Regions from separate parts of the Mus musculus genome. Here regions 1, 2 and 3 are each linked to region 4. The links are chromatin contacts, called in public HiChIP or PLAC-seq maps. All regions are on one chromosome and are shown on one strand. The core of a region is the stretch at or near the end of the contact, and the rest is flanking DNA. Distances in the headings are between cores, read along the strand shown.

Region 1 (3,160 bases), core at 552-3,051, 550 kb before region 4:
AAAAGTGGGATCCAGCCCAAGGGAAGGTCCCAAGGCCTGACACTATTACTGAGGCTATGGACTGCTCACAAAAATGGACCTAGCATGACCTCACTCTGGAAGACCCAACAGGCAGCTTAAAGAGTCAGATGTAGACATTTGCACCCAACCAATGGACAGAAGCTGCTGACCCTTGTTGAAATAGGGAAAGGCTGAAAGGAGCTCAGGAGGAGGGCAACCCTGTAGGAGGGCCAGCAGTCTCAATTAATCTGGACCCCTGAGATCTCTCAAAAACTGGACCACCAAACAGGCAGCATGCACCAGCTGATATGAGGCTCCCAACACGTATATAGCAGAGGACTACCGGGTCAGACAGAGAAGGTGCACCTAACCCTCAAAAGACTGGAGGCCCTAGGTAGTTTAGAGGTCAGGCAGGGTGGGTGGTGGATGGTGGGGGATGAGGACATCCTCATGGAGACAGGGAGTAAAGAGGAGGACAGTTGGAGTGTGGACAAGGGTGGGGAGAGAATGAAATCTGGAATGTAAATAAATCGAAGTTTGTTTTTGTTTTTTTATAACCCAGAAATGTTCCTTTCCAAAGGAAGAACAGGGATAAAAAAATGGAACCAATGGAGACTGAAGGAAGGTCCAATTGGGGAACGGACCCACCTGGGGAATACATTAAGTCTGCAGGCACGAAACCCAACACTATTGCTTGAGTCAAGAGGCACCTGTGAGAGGAGCAAAGTGTGGAAGTTCCTGGGAGGTACAGCCATCAGCTGACCAATGTACAGGCAGGTGCTTGGAGTCATCTGTCAGGATGACTCAGGGAACCTGGTTGAGGAGCTGGCAGAAGGACTGGAGGAATGGAGGGGGATTGAAACCCCATTGGAAGAACAACATAGGCTGGCCTTACCACCCAGTTCTCCCAAAGACTATACCACCAACCAAGGAGTGTACCTAAAGGAATCTTCAGCTCCAGATCCATATGTAGCAGAGGATGGCCTTGCCAGACAGCAACAGGAGGGGGAGGCCTTTTGTCCTGGGGAAGTTTTGTGCCTCAGAGTAGGGGAATACTGGAGCAGTGGGGCAGGAGAGTGTGGGTGTGTGTGGGAGCACTCTCATACAGACAAAAGAAAGTGAGGAGGGAAGATTTGTGATGGGGGACATGGCGGAGGGATAACTGGGAAGTGGGATATTGGAGTCAGTGTTGTTGGAGGAGGTAACTGGGAAGGGGGATATCATTTGAGATGTAAACAAATGAAATGATTAATATTAATAAAAGAAAAAATAATACAGGAAAAGCAGCTTCTGACTTGGACAACAACATGTTCTACAGGAAGCTATCTGAGCTTTACATTATGTAAGACTTCTCTCATGCTTGTATCATGTAAATCAAAGCTCTCAAATAGTGGCTGCTTTTGTGTTCGAATGAGACTGTGATAATAAAAATCACACTTTGTTTTCTGATTAATTTCTTCAAAAGCAGGATGAAGTCCGTGGATTTCTGTGGATGTCTTATATTATTCAGCCCTTCTGAAACATGTTTTTTTTATTATTTTGTTCTCATGACTTTAAGATATTTTCACTAAGATGATCTAGGCTTTCATTAATCCAGTCAATTCTCATTAGCTATAGTGGGCTTGGGCTATTGTTCAGTCTTCTTACCAGCCTTTCTGGTTTAGTTTCTGGCCCATTCTGAATATGGTTGCCATATTTTCTATAAAGAGTGCATTTCACCACATCTAACAATGTAAGTGTTTTAAAAAGGCTGGGGTGAGACAGAAAGTGTCTTCTGAGTAACCACTATACTTTCACCTCTAACTGAATCTGCTTTTCATAGTGTCCTCTAGGGATTCCACACTAATGATAGCTACTACTGTTTGCTCTCTAGAGGGCAGACAGATTTCCTGATGTTACGCATAATTTTCTGAGCAGCTGAACTTCTTCATCTCAGCTCTGTGGTCTTTGTTCCTCTTCATCTTGCATGAATATGGAACATAAAAAAAAAGAACTTCTAGATGTTACCACTCACAGAGGATATCTCTAAATATACCAAAGAATGAGATCCTACTATCCAAGTGCTGACAACTCTTTTATTCTGAGAAAACATACATACATGTGTTTTTGCACACACACATATTACATGTACACATTTATAGTATGATATAATCATATATGTTAAATAACACAATTATGATATTGCAAATGTGAAAATTTATAAGACTATAATCTAGTTTCCAGTTACTTTGCTGTCTATACTGGGCACTGAAAAACTCCCATCTAAAATTTAATCCCATAGATTCCACATATTCTTGTTAAAAGACATGTCCTATGACTGGCTATTAAATTCTGATTTGGAAGATCTCTCTACTGGTTTCAGTTGTCTTGTATTGAAATTTATCTTCTGATTTCTAGTCAGAGATAGCAAGGCACCATTTATCTCATGTACATGGGAGAGTACAGAAAACCGAAGCTATCTTTCACACAGTGTGGTAGCATGTTACAAAACCGGAAATCCCTGAAAAGAGAAAAGATTGGGTCAACACAAATATATAACTTCCCATCGATCTGGTGTGGTCTGGGTTGTCTGAGCCTTTTGCCACTTCTCTTGTTTCATTACTAGATGGCAATCTAAGACAAAGTTTGCATGACTCTGCTGTGGACTGGCAATTATATAGAATAGAACCTTGGTAGGAAGAATGAGAGGAATTTCTGCAAATTTCAGGGGTGTAACATTTCAACTACTATGTAACTAACCAGAATAAACACATTTACTCATCAAATGGATTTATTGGGACTCAACAGATAGATGACTCTGAATGGAGTACCTATCTATTCAGAGGACCTGTTTGGTTTCCAGAATTTTTATTTGGTGGCTAAGAACCAAAAGTAATAACATCAGTTCCAACACATCTCACATCTGTTTCTTTTAAGCTCAATTTAATACATATTCAAAACACACATTTGTTGATTTTATGCCTAGATTATTTGTCTCATCCCAATTTGGAAAAAAAAATATATGTTTATACTGATCTACCAACGTAAGTCATTCAATAATTTCTAACACAGTTGGAATAACTATGCCATAGCAGTTCTAATCCAAATTATTGGAAAATTGATCAGAATGGAAATTATTTTGCCTCCTTGTATGATAGGTAACACAGGATTATATTACTAA
Region 2 (3,210 bases), core at 257-2,756, 720 kb before region 4:
AGAACCAATGGGAAGAATAAACGGAAAATATGTTGATGCCTCAGTGCTATTACCATGTTTGTTTGCAGTGATATAGTAAAAAGTCATTGCTGTAAAACATATAGTAAAGCCTGAATTGTATGTCCACCAGTTCCTCAACATGTTCTCAGATGATGCCATGTGATATATTAAGTTTGCATTATTTAGTTTAAGAGACTACAAATTCTTTAAAAAGATAATGATTTATCCATTTCAAAAGCATATTCTAAGAGGGCCCTAATATCTAAAGAGGCACAGACTATCATTGTTATGACTTCTGGTTTCTCCCTAAATGATTATGTGTTGGATAGAAGTTCTCTTCTATGATTGTATTAGGAATTGGTTGAATCCTTGAAGAGAAAATCATACTAGAATATGGATATGACATTGATATTATTTTATTTATATTACTGGGATTTCTGTAATCCTACTTATAAGAAGAACAGAATTAATGCTTTCTCAGCATATCTTTTGGACCTATATCTGTGTATAAATTTCTCTTTTGGTTGTAGAGTAATGACTGATGTTATGCACATTAGTAACAGAAGAGATTTACTTAGCTCACAAAGTTAGAAGCTGAGTATATAAAATTTTGTTGTCTTATATTTCAGCATCTTTTTCAATTTTTTTAAATTGCAGTACTGTGGATAATACCATGCCGGGCACTTAGAAAAAGAGATCACATCCCATCCAGAGAGAGAAAAAAAGTGATACCTATAATATATTCTTTGGGGCCCAATAAAGTACCATGAAGGACAAAGTTTTACAATGCAATGACGAGTTTAGGGTTATAAAATGTCAGTACAAATACTCATTTACTTGTGAATACTGTTCACCAGACATTTCATTCGTTGTAGACCAAAATTACATATTGTAAAAATTAAAAGGAGGGAGTGAGATTAAGGAAAAACAGATTTAAAAATGAAACTCAATGGAATATTTAGCTAAAAGGAAAAAGTATGGTGGAAGTTATGCTTTAGGATGTGGAACATTGGCAGCATATACCAGTTTGTAACTGGCTCTGAATGATCTTTGATGCAAAAACTATTTGGATATACAACATTTTTTTAAAAGAAAAGCTTTGCGTTATATATGATCTCCTCCAGTCTGCACTCTGCAACTTACAATACTTAATAAAAGCTACATTTGTGTTCAAGTGTGACTATGACAAACAAAATTATTCCTTTTACTCTTCTTCATTTATCCAAAGGATGGATAAAGTCTCAGGGTTTCTGTTTGTGACTTTTATTCTTCAGACTTCCTTAAACACGATTCTCATTATTGTGATCTTGTGTCTCTAAGTTTTTTTCACTACAATGATCCTAGAATTCATTCATTTCCAATTATAAACTATTTTGTCATGTGCACCACAGAAAGTGCAATTTATCACATCTAATGATATAGTTAAGAAGAATAGAAACAGACGTTGTCTTCTTAATAACCACATACTTTCAGTTCTAACATAGTGTGTTTTGCATAGTGGCCCTTAGGGTACACTGTATTCTTACAGTTAATACTGTTGCAATCCCAGAGGGCCAATAGATTCCTTCAGTAGAATAGACCTCTTCAAACAACAAAATCTCTTTATTTCAAATTTGTGTTCTTTGTTCCTCTTTACCTCACAGGAGACTAAAAAAAGGGGAAAAGGACTTCTTGTGGTTCCCTCTCGTAGAAGATGCCTGAAGTATAACAGAAAATTCTATCCTATCAATGTCCTGAGAAGTTCTTTATCCAGGGAAAACCAATTCTTCTCCTATAATTCCTTTCCTTTAAATATATATTTCACACACACACACACACACACACACACACACACACACACACACACACACACACAAACACACACAAACACACACAAACAATGTGCACACACAGAAGTAGACAAAATCCATGCACACACACACACACACATACACTCACACCATATAAGTTACATAGCATATTTCTGATATTATAGATATGAAAATAAGCAAAGCTTTAATCTAGTGTTCTGTTACCTTGACTGTCGATAGTGGGTACAAAACACAACAATCAAAAGAAAAGATTCATCACATTTATTAAGCAAAGGTTCTTATTCAGAACATGTACCAAGACATATTAGAAAATCTCAGTTTTTAGTGATACTCTTGGCTTCATTTGTGTTGCTGTGAGATTTGTCTCAAACCCTAGCTAGAGAAGCTGTACCTCATTGCAAATCAACATGTATAGATGTACATGATAGACCAACCCCCCTACCCAAAAATAAACAAAAATAACAAAAAAAAAACAATAGAAGAATCATTCACATGGTATGGTAACTTGCTACAAAACCAGAAGAATGTCTGAAAAGAGATAGGATTGAGACAACACAATTGTGTAACTTCCCATGAGTCTGGTTTGATTTGTATCTCAGGTTATTTGATCCTGTTAGTACTTTTACTGTTTCAGTATTAGGTAGCATTCTAGGTCAATATTTGTATGACTTCTGTTATGAGCTCACAACTCTATAGAATAGAAGACTAGTAGGAAGAATCTGAGGCATTTCTCCAAATTTAGGACTATACTGCATCATTGCTATGTAAATAACAAGGATAAACTCATTATTCATCCAGACAGAGTTATTAAGACTGAAGTGAATGATGATTAGAGATTAAAGAGAACTAGCAGTTCATGCAGAAGAACTAAGGGTGGCCCTCAGCATTCACACTTGGTGACACTCAAGGTACTGCAATGCCTGCAGTTCAGGAGATTCTACACTTTTGTCTAGACACTGGAATATACACATGGCATACAGACATATACATATGTAAATACAAAACCAAAGTTCAAAATAAGTTTTCTCTTGCTAGTTTATGATTATTATTCTCAATAAAATTTGGGATAAGTATTTATATTTATCTACAAAGGAATTCACTTGATGTCCTGTCTTTCTGCTGAGGTAGGCTTTATAGGTTTCCTCTCCCTACTGTTAAGCATTTCATCAAAGGTCCCTCCCTGTGAGACCTGGGAGTCTCTCAGCTCACAGATCTCTAGTGTAGTCTGGGTGGTCCCCCCAATCTTCTATTTGCTGAGGTTGCCTGTTTACATTCTTTCTGCAGGCCCTCAGGGCTTCAGTTGTTTTTCCTCACCCAATAACAGATCAGGTTCCCCCACCCCCATCCTCTTTCCCTTCCAAGTTCCTCCCTCCCTCCCCACTTATGATTGCTTTCTTCT
Region 3 (3,308 bases), core at 775-3,274, 680 kb before region 4:
AGAGAGAGAGAGAGAGAGAGAGAGAATTAATCAGATATATGCCAGGAAGTGCTTGCTGACAGGAGGCTGATATAGCTGTCTCCTGAGAGACTCTGCCAACGCCTGACAAATACAGAAGTGGATGCTCGCAGCCAACCATTGGACTGAGTGCAGAGTCCAGGATGGAGGAGTTGGAGAAGGGACTGAAGGAGCTGAAAGGATTTACAGCTCCATGTGATGAGCAACAGTTTCAACTGGCCAGACCCTACAGAGCTGCCGGGGACTGGACCATCAACTAGAGTACACATGGAGGGACCTGCAGCATATGTGGCAGAGGATGGCCTTGTCGGACACCAGAGGGAGAAGCAGCCCAAAGGAAAAGGCTGGGAGGAGGGAAACTCTATAGAAGGACCAGCAGTCCCAATTAATCTGGACCCCAGAGGTTTCTTAAACACTGGACCATCAAACAGGCAGCATACACCAGCTGATATGAGGCTCCCAACACACATACAACAGAGGACTGAGGGGTCTGTGTTCAATCAGAGAAGATGCACCTAATAACCCTCAAGAGACTGGAGGCACCAGGGAGTTTAGAGGTCAGGTGAGGTGCGGGGTGGAAGATGAGGACATCCTAGTGGAGACAGGGTTTGGGGAGTAGGTATGGGAGGTGGAACAGTTGGAGGGTGGACTGGGGTGGGTGGGGAGAATAAAATCAGGAGTGTAGATACATAAATAAAAGGTTGTTGTTGTTTTGTCCCCACCCCACCCCAGAAATGTTCCTCTCCAAAGGAAGAATAGCAACAAAAATAGAACAGAGACTGAAGGAAGGGCCAACTGAGGAATGGATCCACCTGGTGGATATATCATGTCTGCAGATACCAAATCCAACACTCATGCTGGGGTCAAGAGGAACCAAGTATGGCAGACTGGGGAGGTTCAGCCAGCAGCTGACTAATGCAGAGGTGAATGCTTGCAGCCAACCATAGGGCTGAACTCAGAGAACCTGGTTGGGGACCTGACAGAAGGACTGGTGGAACAGAGGGGCATTACATCCCCATTGGAAAAACAACATAGGATGCCCTAACCACTCAGTTCTCTCAACAACTAGACCACCAACCAAGGAGTGTACCTAAAGAGATCTTTGGCTCCAGATACATATGTCACAGAGAATAGCCTTGCCAGACAGCAATGGAAGGGGAGGTCCTTGGTCCTGGGGAGGTTTGATACCCCAGAGTAAGGGGATACTGGAGCGGTTGGGTGGAAGAGCATGGGTGTATGGGGAGCATTCCCATACAGGCAAAATGGAAGGGGGGCTCAGATGTGGGGTGGGGTGGTGGCAGAGGGGTATTCAGTAAGTAGGATATCATGGGGTGGGAGGGGGTGGGGTTGAAGGAGGAGGTAACCGGGAAGAGAGATATCACTTGAGATATAAACAAGTGGAATGATTAATATTAATAAAAGAAAAAAATTAAGACAGGTAAAGCAACTTCTGACTGGGACAATAGCATGTTCTACAGGAAGGAAGCTATTTGAGCTTTTCATTATGTAAGACTTCTCTCATGCCTGTATCATACAATTCAAAGGTCTCAAATAATGGCTGCATTTGTGTTCAATGAGACTGTGATAATAAAAACCGCACCTTGTTTTCTGATTAATTTATTCAAAAAACTATAAAGTCAGTGGATTTCTATTGGTGTCTTCTATTACTCAGATCTTTTGAAACACTTTTCTTATTATTTTGTTCTCATAACTCTAAGGTCTTTTCACTAAGATAATCTAGGCTTTCATTAACCCACTCAATTCCCAGTAGCTGTAGTCAGCTGGTGTTCAGTCTTCTTATCAGACTTCATGTTTTAGTTCATGGCCTGTTATAAACTTGTTGCCATATTTTCTAGAAAAAAGTGCATTTCACCACATCTAACAATAAAACTGTTTAAAAGAATTTAAAAACAGAAAGTGTCTTCTGAATAACCACTATACTTTCATCTCTAACTGAATCTGCTTTTCATAGTGTCCCCTGGGGATTCCACACTAATGTTAGCTACTACTGTTGGCTCCCTAGAGGGTAGACTGGTTTCCTGGTGTGGTGTAAAATTTTCTGAGCAGCTGAACTCCTTCATCTCAGCTCTCTGCTCTTTGTTCCTCTTTATATAGCATGAATATGGAAAATAGGAAAAAAGGACTTCTAGAGGATCCGTCTCACAGAGGATACCTTTAAATATACCAAAGAATGTGATCCCACTATCCAAGGGCAGACAGACTTTTATTCTAGGAAAACATAAATACTGTGTTTTCACACACATGTATTACATATACACATATATAATATTATACATTCATATATAATCATACCTAGTTAAATAGCACAATTATGATGTTACAGACGTGAAAATTTATAAGACTATATTCTAGTATCCAATTAATTGGCTGTTTATACTGGGCTTTGAAAAGCTTCCATCTAAAATTTAATCTCATTTGGATTACACATATTCTTGTTAAAGACGTGTACTACAAATTGCTATTAAATTCTGGTTTGGAATATTTCTCTACTGGTTTCAGTTGTCTGGTATTGAAACTTATCTTCCAATTCCTAGTCAGAGATAGCAAGGCACCATTAATCTAATGTACATGGCAGAGTACAGAAAACCAAAGCTATATTTTACAGAGTGTGGTAGCATGTTACAAAACCGAAAAATCCCGGAAAAGAGAAAAGATAGGGTCAACACAAATATATAACTTCCCATAGATCTGGTGTGGTCTGTGACTTGGGTTGTCTGAGCCTTTTGGCACTTCTCTTGTTTCATTACTAGATGGCAATCTAAGCCAAAGTTTGCATGATTTTGCTGTGGACTAGCAATTATATAGAATAGAACCTTGGTAGGAAGAATGAGAGGCATTTTTGTAAATTTCAGGAGTGTAGCATTTCAACTACTATGTAAATAACCAGAATAAACACATTTACTCATCTACTTAGATTTATTGGGACTGAGAAGATAGATAATTCAATGATCAATAGAGTACATATCCATTCAGAGGACCTAGATTTGGTTCCCAGTATTTACATTTGGTGGCTAAGAACCAACTCTAATAGCATCAGTTCTGAGACATCTCACACCTGTTTCTTTTAAGCTTAATTTAATACAAATTCAATATGCAGGCATACACATAAGTAAATACAAAGACAACCTTAAAAATGTAAGCTTGTTGGTTTTGTTCTTGGATTATTTGTATCATCCCGATTTAGAATATAGGTTTATATTGATCTACGAAGGTAGTTCATTCAATAATTTCCAACACAGTTGGAATAACTATTCCATGGCAGTTCTAAT
Region 4 (3,274 bases), core at 141-2,640:
ATCATTGTGAAGGGCCAGACTCCCAGAATTTGCTTTTCTCCATCTGCAACACGGAGAATTTTCAGGACCTCTAGTCTCCACCGACTAAATCTGAGTATGAAATGATGCACGAAGATCACTCTCACAGAAGGGGGCAGTGTTATGATGGATAACAGTGATCAGAAACTATAAATATCTCTTGTCCCTATTGTAACAGGTATTGGCAGTTGAAAGGTGAAATTTGACTAGGAAGACATGCATTACTGCTTCTCCCAATAGAGAGATAAAATAAGTACAGAGTTGAGTCTTTGTCCAAGTGGAGCCCAGACGATATTTAAATTTAAATTGTATTGTGCTCAGCAAGAGCAAGTGAACTAAATCAAAACTATATCTTCCTGTGAATAAAAGGCACCATTAAGGAAAGTTCTATAATCTATCACACATGAATATGTAAAGAACACACATATATGCAACCCAATTTTTCCTACTAAGAAGTTAGAAAATATTAGGCAGGTATGTAACTTAATTGATGCACTTCTTGCCCACTGTGGAAAGAATGGTGAATTAGAGGCTCCCATCACTGAGGGAACTGATTCTGCTGGAGTAGATTTTAATGACGATGTATTAAAAATAGTTGGAAATGTTAGTGAAATAGATAATATAGTACTTCCAACACATACATTCAGTCTTTATTTGAATTGCACCAGATAAACCTGTGTAGAATGGAAATCAGATTAGACATGGATGTCTACATGGATGACAAGTACTACAGTATATGGGATTTTTATTCCCACCATAAAGCTCAGCTGAAGATTACTGGAATGTACATAGGAAAACCTGAGGTCCCAGATTTGCCATACCATTGTCCTGATAGCTGCTCAGCTAAGGGTTAACTAATCCATCTGAGTCTAATTAAATAATTCTGGGCCCAAAAACATCTCAAAAAAAAAAAAAAAGAATGTCAGTGTGTGATGTGGAACTGTAACTCAATTATTTTCAGGAATATTACCACAGATGTCACATGCAGAAACCCCCCTTTCTAAATCAGAAAGAAACATAAATATACATTTTGTAGTACCAATCACAAATCTATCATTGTGCCTCATGCTGATATTTAGGAGGGGCTTGGACTTCTGATCCTCCTGAGCCGAAGTTTTCTGTTATAAATGGGAGTATCCTTGAGAAGCCGGTCTGCTCTCTCTGAAGATATTGAATTTTCTGGGTCGTCAGCTCTCAAAGTCTCTGTCAAATAAATGTGCTCAGGGCAGTTTAATAGTAGTGGGCAAATGCATGAAAACATTGTGGAGGCTTGGTAGATCAAGAGACTGGGTGCCTCTTTCTATTATTCTCATTGTTATAGTAGGTCTCAGGACTAAGCATGGCTACCTTGACTAGATAAATGTGTGATTGTACTACCCCCTGCTGGAGAGATGGGTAATGTTTCACAGATACTATATTGCAATGGGGATACATCAAGTAAAATAATTTAATTCATCATTATTATGAGCCAAAACGTCATTGGACAAATATATTATATCAAACAACCTAAGCTGAAAGGGTCTCAGAAAATTACATTCATATAAAGTGGGACAGGATCATCTAATATAAAGGTATTTAATAAAATACTGTTGAACATCTCTTGAACTTCATTATATGTGCTATATTACAATTTAATGTTGCTTTGAGGTGGAGATTGTTGCCACTACTCAGTGGCAAGGATGCATTTACAATTATAAATTGTAAATTGATTTCTATTGACCATACCAACTTTCAGAAAATAATAAAGAAAAATTCATTTGAACCAATTAAAATCATATCATAGGGAATTGACAACCGAGTATAAATGTTTACAAATAATTGTGTGTCCACAAAACACTAAATCTGAAAGGTTAAAATATTTTCCTATTTCATACTATGAGAAATAGGACTAGCTATGAGTAAAAGTGCAGCGCCAAGAAAAATCTCTATAAATCCTTGCAATTTCTATGTCTATTGGAAATGTCAGGTTTTTGTTTCTTGCCAAACTTCATTAAAAGGCAAAAATCAATGAACACTGGGAAAATATATCATTCAAATAAAAATTTAAGATTTAAGTCAATTAGCATAAAATAAAATGACTTTATGATTATTTATATTGTTATTAAGTCAGATTATGTCATACTAAACATACCCTTGAAGTATAGGACTTTGTCTGCTGTATTACTTTGAGTCATCCAAATATAAAGCTTGTTTTGAAAATAGCATAAAATTGTGTAAATATCCTATGAGATTAAGGACAATGTAAGGTGGAATAAAAAATGGATTTCATGTCCTTTTGGTCTATATGTTTCCAAACTAGAATTGCAGTTTAAACTGTTTCTGAATTATTCCAGCTGAGTGAGGTGAGGGGCCCTGTATGCTTGCACCTGAAACCGCATCTGCACATGACAATTTCAGTCAAAATGTACTGATCTTCCTGTCCCAGTACAATCATGTTTGAGTTTCATATATTACCGGAAACACTAATCTAAACATAGTAGTCAAGCATTAGTGAAATGCTAAAGTTAGCAGTCTTCTTCATAGTGTACTTGATACATACATGAGTGCACAGCTTGTTTTCTCTTCTTTCTTTCTTTCTTTCTTTCTTTCTTTCTTTCTTTCTTTCTTTCTTTCTTTCCTTCTTCTTCTTCTTCTTCTTCTTCTTCTTCTTCTTCTTCTTCTTCTTCTTCTTCCTCTTCTTCTTCTGTTGATTTTGTTTGTTTGTTTTGTTGTTGTAGTTGTTCCTTATACCTTCCCTCTGCCCTGCTGCCCTACCCACCCACTCTTGCTTCTTGGCCCTGACATTCCCCTGTATTGGGGCATGTAAAGTATGCAACACCAAGGGGCCTCTCTTCCCAGTGATGGCCGACTAGGTCATCTTCTGCTACATATGCAGCTAGAGATACAAGCTCTGGAGGTAATGGTTAGTTCATATTGTTGTTCCACCTATAGGGTTGCAGACCCCTTCATCTCCTTGTGTGCTTTCTCTAGCTTCTCCATTGGGGGCCCTGTGTTCCATCTTATAGATGACTGTGAGCATCCACTTCTGTATTTGCCAGGCACTGGCATAGCCTCATACAAGACAGCTATAACAGGGTCCCTTCAGCAAAATCTTTATGGCATTGTGCAATAGCATCTGAGTTTGGTGGCTGATTATAGGATGGATCTCCGGGTGGGCTAGTCTCTGGATAGTCCATCCTTTCATCTTACCTCCAAACTTTGTCTCTGTAACTCCTAACGTGGGTACTTTATTCCCTGTTTTAAGGAGGAATGATGT

Evidence for each region. HiChIP or PLAC-seq counts read pairs in DNA pulled down with a chosen protein or histone mark.
Region 1: a contact with region 4 is called in a RAD21 HiChIP or PLAC-seq map of pro-B cells, with 9 times the contacts expected there. The contact joins two enhancer-like sites. A contact is called at or near these places in 2 of 15 datasets of contacts at CTCF or cohesin (large pre-B cells and pro-B cells) and 1 of 115 datasets of contacts at active chromatin or transcription factors (large pre-B cells).
Region 2: a contact with region 4 is called in an H3K27ac HiChIP or PLAC-seq map of large pre-B cells, with 14 times the contacts expected there. The contact joins two enhancer-like sites. A contact is called at or near these places in 2 of 15 datasets of contacts at CTCF or cohesin (large pre-B cells and pro-B cells) and 1 of 115 datasets of contacts at active chromatin or transcription factors (large pre-B cells).
Region 3: a contact with region 4 is called in a RAD21 HiChIP or PLAC-seq map of pro-B cells, with 12 times the contacts expected there. The contact joins two enhancer-like sites. A contact is called at or near these places in 1 of 39 promoter capture datasets (the C10 cell line), 2 of 15 datasets of contacts at CTCF or cohesin (large pre-B cells and pro-B cells) and 1 of 115 datasets of contacts at active chromatin or transcription factors (large pre-B cells).

What each region holds. Positions count from the first base shown.
Region 1 is chr6:68,749,357-68,752,516 of GRCm38.p6, reverse strand. It overlaps Igk. Among named protein-coding and RNA genes, the nearest start is that of Gm25833, 220 kb to the right of the region's middle. Within about 2 kb of position 1,801, at least 11 of the 459 cell types and tissues checked have an H3K27ac peak or open chromatin away from gene starts, as enhancers often do. A contact at or near this core is called in pro-B cells, where this site is marked.
Region 2 is chr6:68,924,932-68,928,141 of GRCm38.p6, reverse strand. It overlaps Igk. Among named protein-coding and RNA genes, the nearest start is that of Gm25833, 390 kb to the right of the region's middle. Within about 2 kb of position 1,506, at least 9 of the 459 cell types and tissues checked have an H3K27ac peak or open chromatin away from gene starts, as enhancers often do. A contact at or near this core is called in pro-B cells, where this site is marked.
Region 3 is chr6:68,883,062-68,886,369 of GRCm38.p6, reverse strand. It overlaps Igk. Among named protein-coding and RNA genes, the nearest start is that of Gm25833, 350 kb to the right of the region's middle. Within about 2 kb of position 2,024, at least 14 of the 459 cell types and tissues checked have an H3K27ac peak or open chromatin away from gene starts, as enhancers often do. A contact at or near this core is called in pro-B cells, where this site is marked.
Region 4 is chr6:68,199,762-68,203,035 of GRCm38.p6, reverse strand. It overlaps Igk. Among named protein-coding and RNA genes, the nearest start is that of Gm25833, 330 kb to the left of the region's middle. Within about 2 kb of position 1,390, at least 3 of the 459 cell types and tissues checked have an H3K27ac peak or open chromatin away from gene starts, as enhancers often do. A contact at or near this core is called in pro-B cells, where this site is marked.